Linked DNA regions of Sus scrofa: region 2 is linked to region 1. Evidence: chromatin contacts called from public promoter capture Hi-C data. All regions are on one chromosome and are shown on one strand. The core of a region is the stretch at or near the end of the contact, and the rest is flanking DNA. Distances in the headings are between cores, read along the strand shown.

Evidence for each region. Promoter capture Hi-C pulls out the DNA fragments that hold promoters and counts their contacts.
Region 2: a promoter capture Hi-C map of fetal skeletal muscle shows a contact between it and region 1, with 5 times the contacts expected there. The contact joins the promoter of SLC23A1 here to the promoter of HSPA9 in region 1. A contact is called at or near these places in 2 of 5 promoter capture datasets (fetal liver and fetal skeletal muscle), 2 of 47 Hi-C or Micro-C datasets (embryonic fibroblasts and heart right ventricle) and 1 of 2 datasets of contacts at active chromatin or transcription factors (skeletal muscle).

The regions. Positions count from the first base shown.
Region 1 is chr2:140,530,897-140,533,450 of Sscrofa11.1, reverse strand. It overlaps HSPA9 (stress-70 protein, mitochondrial), which reads left to right and starts at 1,287. Exons shown (of 17, transcript XM_005661695.3): 1 at 1,287-1,787. The coding sequence starts at 1,707. It overlaps LOC110259501 (a long non-coding RNA gene), which reads right to left and starts at 1,280. Exons shown (of 3, transcript XR_002341934.1): 1 at 1,158-1,280.
Region 2 is chr2:141,276,281-141,278,834 of Sscrofa11.1, reverse strand. SLC23A1 (solute carrier family 23 member 1) reads left to right here and starts at 1,280. Exons shown (of 16, transcript XM_021084869.1): 1 at 1,280-1,401. It overlaps MZB1 (marginal zone B- and B1-cell-specific protein), which reads left to right. Exons shown (of 4, transcript XM_003123981.3): 2 at 190-314; 3 at 728-838; 4 at 937-1,294. The coding sequence ends at 1,093. LOC110259503 (a long non-coding RNA gene) reads right to left here and starts at 1,914. Exons shown (of 2, transcript XR_002341937.1): 1 at 1,748-1,914.

The DNA of each region.
Region 1 (2,554 bases), core at 38-2,537:
ACCTCGGAGCCTACCTGTGGCCATGGTGCAGGCCGGCAGCTACAGCTCAGATCTGACCCCTAGCCTGGGAACTTCCATATGCCACAAGTGCAGCCCTTAAAAAAGAAAAAAAAAAAAATTGAAAATTATCACAGTAGATTGGTCATTGACATCTTGTTACAGGACCACACCTTCTTTCAGGAGCAACATAGTTTAGATATTGGCTTGAGGAGCTGTTACTGGACACAAGTTCATGTCTCTGAGGCACAGTGAGTCCAAAACAAACCAAAAGGTCAGAGCCGCTTCAGTGACAAGACCAGATCCTTAATTGCTAGGCCACCAGAGAACTCCGGGGCAGAAGTTTTTAATAGGCAAAATTTACAGTGCTTTTAGAATCTTCTGCTCAGCCTGAAGTTAACATCCTCCACCTGGAGTGTAGCGGGGAGGGGGCTTAGTTCCTAAAGAATTCAAGGATACTTTTACACAGGTAATTTGGGAAAGCAGGAACCTGCCCTAAGGCTGCACTACTGTTTCTCTCTCTGCCCCATCTACGTGCCTGGGCTTGAACCCTAGCCACAGCAGTGACAACCCCTAGCCCTAAACCTCTAGGCCACCAGGAAATACCCAATTGTTTGACTGCTCCTCCCATGTTTCTGCATCCCCTCCCTTCCCTGATTATCAACAGTGGCTTAAATTTGCCCTTTGGAACCCAGGAGACTGAATGAAGCCTATTTCCTACAAACAAGAAAGAGTTTTCTGCCCATGAGGGCCCTGCTCCATTTCAGCGCCTCAGCGGTGCCCAGCAAAGCCGGGTGGGTAAGACTCCGAGTTTAGGAATTTTTTCTCTCTCAGTGGTCTACACAATAATTCGGCTAATGCGTCCCAAACCTCTGTGAATGAAAGAATGATTTAGTAGTTCAAAACCCATGGTCCCTGCGGTAAAACACTGCAAGAATTTATCTAAGAACTCAATATGCAGGTGTATTTCAAGTTACTGGAATAATAACCGGCAGCCAAAAGATGGACAAAGAATAAAGTTGGGCAACAAAGGTTTTAAGCCCAAGGGTTACACTGAACGCCTGGGACAAAATGGCGCTGTCCCTGAGGCGAAAAACGTCAACTCGAGCGGGGCGTTTGTACTGGCCAGCTTCCCGGTGCAACGCTACCGCCAAACTCACGTGAGCTGGAGCATCCTATGAATGCTGAAGTCAGACTCCACCCCCGTTTTCCGCCACTCCCTCCGCACATGCGCTCCAGGCCCTTAGAGGGCAGCCAGTTGCGCAGGCGCAACAGACCCCTCCTCTCACGCAACTGACGCAAGGAGACTGTAATCTGTTCCTAATCTATCCCGTGTGACCTTGAGTCTTTCCTGCCACCGAGGACCGGGGTTGTCCAACGATCTGCCTTTTCCTTCTCTTAGCCTCCTTGTCTCTCGCTGATCCCAGATCTACCGCAGCCGGCACGGAAGGACACAGCTTCCCTAACTATCATGCTACGAAGCGTTTTAGCCATAGGCCCTGATTCCGGAAGCGGCGTTCAGGTATTCTCCGATCAGGCAGCGCAGGAGACGCCTCAGCGGAAGAGCGGGCTTTCGGGGGGCAGTGATCAACCCCCGCCCCCCACCCCACGTGGTTGGAGGTTTCCAGAAGCGCTGCACCCCCGCGCCGCGCAGCTCTCATCCTTCCGAGCGCGTAGTTTGCAGTTTGTTCTTCCTACCATTTAGCAGCATGATAAGTGCCAGCCGAGCCGCAACAGCCCGTCTTGTTGGTGCTGCAGCCTCCCGGGGCCCCACTGCCGCTCGCCACCAGGTATGGAACTGCCGGGCCTTCCCCGTCGGGCTCACGGCCTGGGGACTCAGTGAGGCATGGCGCGGCCTCCGGGGTCAGAATCCTCCGGGAAAGATGAGGAGAGACTACAAATAACGGGCCTTTTTCGGTAGTCAGGGCTGCGCGTTCAAAGCTTATTTCAGGATTTTGCCTTCCTGTCTCAGGTCCTGCTGAGTCACACCTCTTTTTTTTTTTTTAATTCCACGGAATAAAGAATTGTGGCCTTTTTAACTTTTGAGATGGATTAGACAGTTTTGGTGTTGAGGTTGAGGGACGTAGTTTATTGGGACGGAATCGTTATTTTGGCTTTGGTTTCCATCTATAAGTAGAAAGATAATTGTTCTCTGTAAGATACAGACCGTTCAAGGACTTCTCTCCTATGACGTAACGAAGAAAGAAAAAGTCCTTAAGCGGTAAATTAAAAATCAGTCTCATTTATTTTTGCTTAGAGACATTTGGTTAGTTAATTTCTCAGAACCCTTACCGTAGGACTGTTTTCCATTATTTCGGAAGAAAAGCTCAAATCAGGATAAGGCTATGGAGTGATTGTTTATTATCGTGTAAGACCAAAAATAGACGTTTTAGTGGAACAAGAATTGTCTGTTTTCACTTAGGTTGGGTAAAGGTGGTCCTGATTTGGGGCCTGGCAGATTTTTTTTTTCCCCTTAAACTGAGGGCAAGATTATTAATTCACGTTGCCTTAAACTAGTTGCTTGGAACTCAGGGGAAATGTCGGAGTAAGTTAAATA
Region 2 (2,554 bases), core at 31-2,530, 750 kb before region 1:
CAGGCCTGACCTCCCACCTCCTCCGCCCCTCCCTGGGCAGTGGAGCTCGTCTGCTCACAGGTGCTTCCTGTCCAAAAGGCTGCACTGCCTCCTTCTTCTTCAAAGACCCAGCTTCCTGCCCTCCCTCCCTTCTCCATCCCCGGTCCCCGAGACCTTCTCAAGCCCTGGTTCTCAACGCCTCTGTTCCAGATGCAGCAACATCTGACAAAGGCAGAGGCCAAGCTTCACACCCTGGACTCCGAGGGCCATCACAGGCTGAGTGAGTCCGTATACACAGATGTTCTGGATCAGAGCTGTTCCCAGACCTGGCAGGAGTGAGTTGAAAACCCGGCCCCTCCCTCCCTCCCTTCCTCCTCCAGGGGCCAGGCTGATGGGGCGGGGGGGCGGGGGTGGTTCACCCTCTTACCCACACACCGCCCACACTCTACTAGGGCTCCAGCCCGAGGCGGGGGACTGGCCAGGACAGAGTCTGAGCTCTGTAGAAGGGTAGCGGCCAGGGGACATGGTTGCTCTGGGACTTTGGGCTAGGGACTTCTGCTTTCTGGTCCTCCGTCTTCCATCAAGGAGGATCAGAATCTGGGCACGAAACTCGGTAGACGCCCCGGTGTGTGCAGCTTCCTGTGGGGACGGTCCCTTGTTGGCCGGGCTCCACTCTGTGCTGTCTTCCTCCCCTCCCCTCCCCTCTCCTCCCCTCTCCTCCCCTCTCCTCCCCTCCCCCTGCCTCCAGCTACGGCGTTCGAGAAGTGGACCAGGTGAAACGACTCGTAGGCCCAGGACTTAGCAAGGGGCGGGAGCCGAGCATCAGCGTGATGATCACGGGGGGCCTGTGGCCCGGCAGGTGATGGCCGGAGGGCTGGGGTGGGTGGAGCCCGGGCGGCCTGGATCAGCCCCGCTGTGGGCTGGGCAGCGTCTGATGCTCCTGCCGGGCGGCCCTAGGCTCGCCACGACCTGCTGGCACTACGTGGGGGAGTTTGGAGAAGACCAGATCTATGAAGCCCACCGACAAGGTGCGGAGGCTCTGGAGGCGTTGCTGTGTGGGGGCCCCCGAGGGGCCTGCTCCGAGGAGACCCCCCGCCCACGGGCAGAGCTCTAGACCCGCTCCTCCTGTCCTTCCTGGTCGGCCCCGAGGAGCGCCGGGCTTCCTCCGGACCTGCCCCCCTACGTTCTGCAAGCTGCCTGGAAGGCTGTCGTCTGTGCTGACACTCTCTGTCCCCACGCCCGCTTGGGGGCCCTGGGGCCCGGGTGGGGGCCAAGGTCTGCCCCCTGGACTCAAATAAAACCTGGTGACCTCGGACCCTCCTGTCTGCAAAAGGTGCTTGGGGGGGCTGGGAAGATAGCATTGCCGTTTCTGCTGACGTCCCTCCGAAAGGGCCAGGGACACGTCCGCAGGGCTTCCCGGAGGTAAGTGAGATCTGCTACGGTTGGGAATCAGAGGGACCTGTCAAAGGCATAGGGAACCAGTTATCTGAATGGTTGAAACTCCAGCTCCATCATGGGAGAAAAGAGAGGCAAAGCCAACTCTGCAAGCGGGCCGCCGGTGGACGCCTACTGCCACCGCTGCCGTGTGCCCGGTGCCCCGCCCGGAACCCTGGTCTCCCTGGGCCTACACCCATGGGCCACTCACTTTCTAGATTCTGCTCCAACCCCAGCTGGCATGGTTGGGCCCTAGGTGCCTGCAGGTTCCCTGGAACAGGCTGGCTTCAGCTCTGGGCTCTGTGCCCTGCTCTCCCCCCAACATCCTTCACACCTGAGGCCCTTTCCGTAGCAACAGAGACGGGCTCTGCGCCCGGGGCCTTCCTGGGTCTGGGTGCCTGAGTTCAGGTGGCACTACCGCCCATAGTTTCCTCTATGAGGCTCTGATGGGCTGAAGCCCTGAGAGGTAGAGCAGACACTCAATCCCCAGTTGACAAATGCAGAAACCAAGGCTCAGACAACAAAGAGGCTCCGGCCGGAGTCCCAGGCAGACTCACGTGGCCGGGCTGGGAGGGGGGTCTAGTTTGGGGGGTGGGGTGGGTCAGGGCTGGAGGCCAGAGGCTCTGCCCGGGGGGCCCTGACCACCAGCCCAGCCTCTACATCCCTCAGCTGCTCCCCATCTGCCAGAGGCTCCTCCTGCTCGCAGCCCTCACGCCAGGGGAGAACTCACAAGCCGAGCACAGGAGCAGGGACGCGGCTGGGAGCCCGCGGTGTGGCCCCGTGTTCGCGTGGAGTGGCTTGGCCCCGGCCTCAGAGTCTGGGCGCTGTGGGTCCTTTGGGTGCCTGTGTTTCTGGGCCACGTGGCACTTCCTGGCCTTGGCTCTGCGCGGGGTCCGTGTCTCTGCATGGACACGGTGTGCGAGGGGTGGGGCTGTCCCCCCAGTCCCCGGGGAAGTGCTGGGGAGGGGCCGGGAGGGAGGAGGAATGTGCTGAGGAGCAGCGGCTTCGAACTGGTCAGACGACTTGGGGAAGCTGGAAGCAGGAGCCCAGAAGGTGGAGGAGAGGACGGCGGCGGTCAGAGGGACGGACCCGAGAGCGCGGCCAGGCCGACTCAGGGCGGTGACATGAGGCTGCTCCCTGG